Linked DNA regions of Macaca mulatta: region 1 is linked to region 2. The links are chromatin contacts, called in public Hi-C maps. All regions are on one chromosome and are shown on one strand. Each heading gives the region's core, a stretch centred on a gene start, on an enhancer-like site or on the middle of the called end of the contact. The rest is flanking DNA. Distances are from core to core; before and after follow the strand shown.

Region 1 (3,227 bases), core at 334-2,833, 110 kb after region 2:
TTTCCCAGCCCTATAAACAGCACAGCTAGAAGTGTTTATTATCTAATACATATTCCTTTTCATGTATTTCTTTGGCTGAGATCTTCGGAGATTAAAGGTTAAACTGATTTATTTTTTCACAGATTAAAGGTTAAACAAGCTGATTTTTGGCCAGGCATAATGGTTCATGCCTGTAATCCCAGCACTTTGGGAGGCGGAGGCAGGCGGATCACCTGAGGTCAGGAGTTTGAGACCTGCCTGGCGAACATGGTGAAACCCCATTTCTACTAAAAATACAAAAAATTAACCGAGCGTGGTGGCGAGCACCTGTAATCCCAGCTACTCGGGAGGCTGAGGTAGGAGAATAGCTTGAACCTGGGAGGCGGAGGTTATAGTGAGCTGAGATTGCGCCATTGCACTCCAGCTTGGGCAACAAGAGCGAAACTCTGTCTCATTAAAAAAAAAAAAAAAGAAAGAAAAATGAGTTCAAGACCCGCCTGGCCAACATGGCGAAACCCCCGCCTCTACTAAAAATACAAAAATTAGCTGGGCATGGTGACGGGCGCCTGTAATCCCAGCTACTTGGGAAGCTGAGGTGGGAGAATCGCTTGAACCCGGAAAGCAGAGGTTGCAGTGAGTGGAGATTGCCCCACTGCACTCCAGCCTGGGCAACAGAGTGAGACCCTTCTCAAAAAAAAAAAAAAAAAAAACAGGGCCGGGCGCGGTGGCTCACACCTGTAATCCCAGCACTTTGGGAGGCTGAGGCGGGCAGATCACGAGGTCAGGAGTTTGAGACCAGCCTGACCAACATGAAACCCGACTCTGCTAAAAATACAAAAAATTAGCCAGGCGTGGTGGCGCGTGCCTGTAATCCCAGCTACTCAGGAGGCTGAGACGGAAGAATTGCTTGAACCCGGGAGGCGGAGGTTGTAGTGAACCGAAATCGTGCCACTGCACTCCAGCCTGGGCGACAGAGCGAGACTCCATTTCAAAAAAAAAAAAAAAAAAGCTTATTTATTTTTTTTCAGAGAGATTATAGATTAGAGAAGCTGATTTTTTTTTTCCAGACTGCCACAATATCCTTGACAAAGGCAGTGCAAAACAGTGGTTCACCTGCACCTTCAGGGCAGCGCTGGGCAACGCACGGGCCTAAACCCCGGTACCCGCTTTACAGACTGACCTCGGGCCAGCTGATTCCTACTTGTAATGTGACTATGATACCAGCACCCGTTCCATAGGGTTGACGGCAGGTTCAACCAGACGATTCGACACCGGGGCCCTGCGTGCGGGCGCGTTCAGTTACAACCAACTACCATCCTATGTTCAGAATGGTTCCTGGCCTGGGCGCGATGACCCACAGGGCCATATGTCCGGCCAGGTGAAATCCCAGGGAGCGTTCTGGCCCTCCAGTCCGGGAACTGTCCCTCCCAAGTCCCCCGGTCCCCGACCGGGGATCACTCACCCTCCGACCAGCGCACGCCCCAGTAGGTGCCTCAGGGCTGGGACCCGCGTCTCCCCAAGGACCGCTCTCGGAGTTGCCCCAGGTTCCGGCCGCACAGGGCCGCGCACTCGCAGACGCCTGGCGGGCGGGAGCGCTGCGACTGCGCCCTCGGGGACCAGGGACACGCGCCAACCCAAGCAGCCCAGAACCCGCCCCGAGACGCGGGACTGCAGGCGTCTTTCCGCAGCACGCCTGCTACACTGAGGCCCCGCCCACTCCCGGTCCCGCCCATGATCCGCGCCCCGCCCCTCCCCCGCCCACACCCCCATAGCACCGCCCACACCCCGCCCCCATAGCAACACCCCGCCCCGCCCCATAGCCCCGCCCACACCCCATAGCACCGCCCCGCCCCGCCCCCATAGCACCGCCCACGCCCCGCCCCATAGCCCCGCCCACACCCGCCCCGGAGCCCCACCCACACCCCGCCCCGGCGGTGCACCGCCTCGCTCCACGCCCTCCCACGCCCAGGCCCCGCCTCCACGCCGGCGTCCCGCCCCACCCACACTTCTCCCCGGCCCCTAAGCTCTGTCCACTCCCCGCCCCTGAGGTCCGCGCGGGGCCTCGCCCCGCGATCCAGGATTGAGGAGGACCCTACTGGCTTCCAGGGAGGTGGAAACTGGATTGATAGAAATCCAGCGCGGGGACGCTGTGCCGAGAAGAGGGACGCCCCTGCCCTGCGCCTCCCGCTCCCCATCCCTGGCAGGTATCCCGGTTACAGAATGAGGGTCCGTGGTGCAAAAGAAAGAATGAGGCCGGGCGCGGTGGCTCAAGCCTGTAATCCCAGCACTTTGGGAGGCCGAGATGGGCGGATCACGAGGTCAGCAGATCGAGACCATCCTGGCTAACACCGTGAAACCCCGTCTCTACTAAGAAATACAAAAAAAAAAATAGCCGGGCGAGGTGGCAGCCCTGTAGTCCCAGCTACTCGGGAGGCTGAGGCCGGAGAATGGCGTGAACCCGGGAGGCGGAGCTTGCAGTGAGCTGAGATCCCGCCACTGCACTCCAGCCTGGGTGACAGAGCGAGACTCCGTCTCAAAAAAAAAAAAAAAAAAAAAAAAGAATGAGCCACTGATACACTCATCAGCTTGCTCGGATCTCCCAGGGAGTTAGGCTGGTGAGAGAAACCAGTCCCAAAGGTCACTCACCCACGGCGCCGCTGGTGTACTGGTATTATGCAAGATGCTCCCCCAAAGGTCACGCACGGATGGTTCATTTCTCCAAAAAACAGAGGAGAGAAATGCAGGACTTATTAGCGGTACCCAGGAGTTAGGGAGGCGGGTGCGTGTGGCTATAAAAACGCAACCCAGGGGTTGCCTGTGAAGGAATCTGTGTCCCGCGGAATGCAACACGCCGTTGGGATACTGGACCGTCCTTTGTGAGATGTCACCATCGGGAGAAACCGGATAAAGGGCGCATGGCTCCACAGAAAAAGTTCAATTAAAGGAAAATGGTTTAAGGCCAAAGAAAGGCCTAGAAAATGGGAAGTCTTGGAACCAGAGCCAGTGGGGGGTTGGGGGCGGTGTTGGGGAACAGTTTGGGCCGATTGTCTTTCTCCAGCGCTTGCTGGATTCTGCCACCCCATTTGGCAGCCACCTGCCACTGTGACCTCTCCAAGTCCCTTCTCCAAACTCTATACCTTGATTTCTGGTGTCCTAGAAATAGAGACCAGAAACATTGATGTCCCACTCCAACAACAGAGCAGAAGGAAGGAAGGTTTCCCCTGTGTTTAGAATGTTCCTAATGAAAA
Region 2 (3,349 bases), core at 443-2,942:
TTAACTAACACCACTGCCTGTTTTTCTAGATTATATGTCATATCAACTTGCAGCTGCATGTATAAAATGGCAGTACGAAATCCAGAGAAACCTGTTTTTTCAGAGATATTTTAGGAAGAATGACCTGCAATGCAACTCGGTGAATGGGGCCTTCCTCAACCATTAAATAACCTATCAGAACTATATTGGTAGGCCGAGAGCGCCTGTAATCCCAGCACTTTGGGAGGCCGAGGTGGGTGGATCATTTGAGGTCAAGAGTTCGAGACCAGGTTGGCCAACCTGGCGAAACCCCATCGCTACTAAAAATACAAGAATTAGCCGGGCATGGTGGCGGGTGCCTGTAATCCCAGCTACTTGGGAGGCTGAGACCACGAGAATCCCTTAAACCTGGGAGGCAGAGGTTGCAGTGAGCAAGATCACACCACTGCACTCCAGCCTGGGCAGCTGTAGCCATTGACATGTTTTTCCATCTATCAAAATAGCCCTGACCATCTTATAATAATTCTAAAATTAAAGGAGCTAGTCAATTGCAATATGAAATTTTAAAAGTTGGTCAGTTTTGCCCTCTTTTCTCCTCCTAAATCAAGTTTTCAAACTAAAAGTTTCTATGTTGGATCAAGTAAAGTTCTAAACGCTGTGTACCTATCTAGTATTGACTTCATGGAAATAGCCCATCAACAGTCAACTGAGCACATGCACTGTGTACGTTCGTTGTATACGTGCGTTTGCATGTGTGTAGGGATGTATGTAGACAATAAAGTAAAACAAGCTTCATGCCGCTATATCCACATTTCTGCCCAGTATCTCTGGGGACCAAGAACATTCATTTTCAAGACGGAAGGTCAGAAATTAATCCAGTTTTTTGTTATTGTTTTACCTGAAATGGGGGAGAGGTGGGACGACAAATGAGAATAAAGCAGGTTCCTGGGCATCTCCACACATGTAGATCAGATCCTCTGGGAGTGAGGCCCAGGATTCTGAATTTTCACAGTTCCCAATGTGATTCTTTTGCACATTAAGGTACGAGATCAGCAAGCAAAGAGAAGACTTAGGGCTCTCGGGACCCGGGATTAAGGCCTTAGCGGTACTAGAGAGCTAATGGGCACAGTCATTCTCAGGCTGATTTCTGACATAGGAGGAAGAAGAGATTATTGTCCTTATGCCCTTACAGTGTGGACTCTGGACAGAGCAATGGACTAATAAGGGTGTTGGGATTCTAATCCGTGCTTCGTCACGGGTGAGTCTATACTGCGGGCAAAAGTATCTCCCTGGGTCTCTCTGGTCTGCACACTGAAGGGGCTGCACTCCACGGCCCAAGGCCTCTACTGCTCCGGACTCTTTGAACTTAGGCTGACCGAGGCGCATGCACGATCGAGGGACTCGCGCACCAAGCGCGGCTGCACCCCAAGATCGGGGTCTCGCGGCACAAAGGGCGGCAGGGCGGCCGGACCTCGCCCACGCCCAGTGCCCACACGCCCGGAACTCCTGCGGTCGGCACGCGCCCCTCCCGCCGCCCCTCGAGCGCGCGGATGCTGGGGATCCCAGGGGCGGGGTGGCCGCCATTACCCGAAGGCGGCCGCGGGTCCGGCCCGTGGGACGTGGATCCCGGGCTTCAGCGCCGAAAGCAGCAGCCGCAGCCGCAACACGCCTCGGCCACCCAGCACAGCCACCATGGTCACAAGTCGCGTCGCCGGCGGGAGCGCGCATGCGCTGAGACCCAGGGCGGTCCGCGGCCCACTCCGCCCACCCCGCCCACCCCGCCGCTCCATCCTGCTTTGCCCTCTACCCTTCCGGCCCCGCCCCGAAGCCCCGCCCCGAAGCCCCGCCCCGAAGCCCCGCCCCGAAGCCCCGCCCCGAAGCCCCGCCCCGAGGCCCCGCCCCGAGGCCCCGCCCCGAAGCCCCGCCCCGAAGCCCCGCCCCGCCGGGTGCTTTCCTGTGGGCGACGGAAACTCGGCTCGTGGTTTCCCAGTCCTGGAACTGCCTGCACCTGCAAAGACCGTCCCCTCTCGTGCTGGCTCTGGCTCCCGGGCTGAGTGTCCCAGTCGGCGCTGCCCCGCCCCCGCTCGTCGCCTCAGCGACCGTGGCCTTTCCAGGAGTCGAGGCTGCCAACCATAGCGCCCTCGCTGGGTGGGCGTCCACGCGGGGCTCTGGCTCTAAGCCGGCTACTAACGGTGGAAGTGTATTTGCTTTTCAGAGATGATGAGATCTAAATTTTCTTTATACAACTTCACACCCATTAGGATGGCTGCTAGCAAAACCCCCAGAAATTATTGTTGGTGTAGATGTAGAGAAATTGAAGCCCTTGTATATTGCTGTTGGGAATGTAAAATGGTGCAGCCACTGTGATGAACAGTACTGTCGTTCCTCAGAAAATCAGTTATATGATCCAGTATTTTCTTTCCTGGGTATATAACCCAAAATAATTTAAAACAGGGTGTACAAGAAGAAATGTTTTTACACTCATGTTGACAGCAGCACTATTCACAATAGCCAAAAGAGTGGAAGCAATTTAAGTGTCCAAAACCAGATACATGGATAAACAAAATGTTGCCTGTGCATGCAATGGAGCATTTTTTAGCCTGAACAAAGAACGAAATTCTGACACATGCTACTACATGAACCTGGAGGGCACTATGCTGAGGGAGGTAAGCCAGTCACAAAAAGACATACTGTGTGATTCCACTTATATAATAAGGTGCCTAGAGGAGTCAAACTTCTAGGGACAGAAAATACAGTGGAGGTCGTCGGGGGCTGGTGGAAGTGGGAATGGAAAGTTGGTGTTTCCTTGGGACAGTGTTTCAGTTTGGGGAGATGGATTTTCGTGATGGCTGCATAACATTGTGAGTGTACTTAATGCCACTGAACTATACACCTAAAAGTGGTTTAAGTGGTAATTTTATGTATGTTTTACCACACTTAATGTTTGCTTTGACTATATAATTCCAGCTTTATAAATGTTATAGACATTATCTAATTGAAAGCTCAGTGGAGAAAAAAACCACTATTGCTTTAAGTCTATCGTTCTGCCTTAATTGGAAATAACTGGCAGATTTGTGGCTACTGTTGTAGCCTTGGCTTGAATAATTGGAGACAACAGCTTCTTTGCATATTGCATGACTGTCCCTCCAAGAGACCTTTTTGGTGTCAGTCAGTCCTGTGGGCACAGTGCTTGTAGGTGTTACTCATGGAAATGTCTGCCACCTGCAGTGTCCTCACTGGCCCTTTGGAGTTTCTTGAGTAGTAAAGGCAGTTTTGGCCTAAATACAGACTATGCAAAAGTTTTCATATACTCTCAACATAACTCTATCACATTAATTCCTGAATAAAAGGAAAGAGACATATATAATGT

What was found. A called contact is a pair of places that touch in the nucleus more often than the background predicts.
Region 1: a Hi-C map of fetal cortex germinal zone shows a contact between it and region 2, with 5 times the contacts expected there. The contact joins the promoter of NQO2 here to the promoter of BPHL in region 2. A contact is called at or near these places in 4 of 14 Hi-C or Micro-C datasets (CD4 T cells, blood, fetal cortex germinal zone and 1 more).

What each region holds. Positions count from the first base shown.
Region 1 is chr4:180,252,320-180,255,546 of T2T-MMU8v2.0, forward strand. NQO2 (N-ribosyldihydronicotinamide:quinone dehydrogenase 2) reads right to left here and starts at 1,584. Exons shown (of 7, transcript XM_078001015.1): 1 at 1,442-1,584. LOC144340590 (a long non-coding RNA gene) reads left to right here and starts at 2,444. Exons shown (of 2, transcript XR_013416860.1): 1 at 2,444-3,227.
Region 2 is chr4:180,145,819-180,149,167 of T2T-MMU8v2.0, forward strand. BPHL (biphenyl hydrolase like) reads right to left here and starts at 1,693. Exons shown (of 6, transcript XM_015135441.3): 1 at 1,567-1,693. The coding sequence starts at 1,673.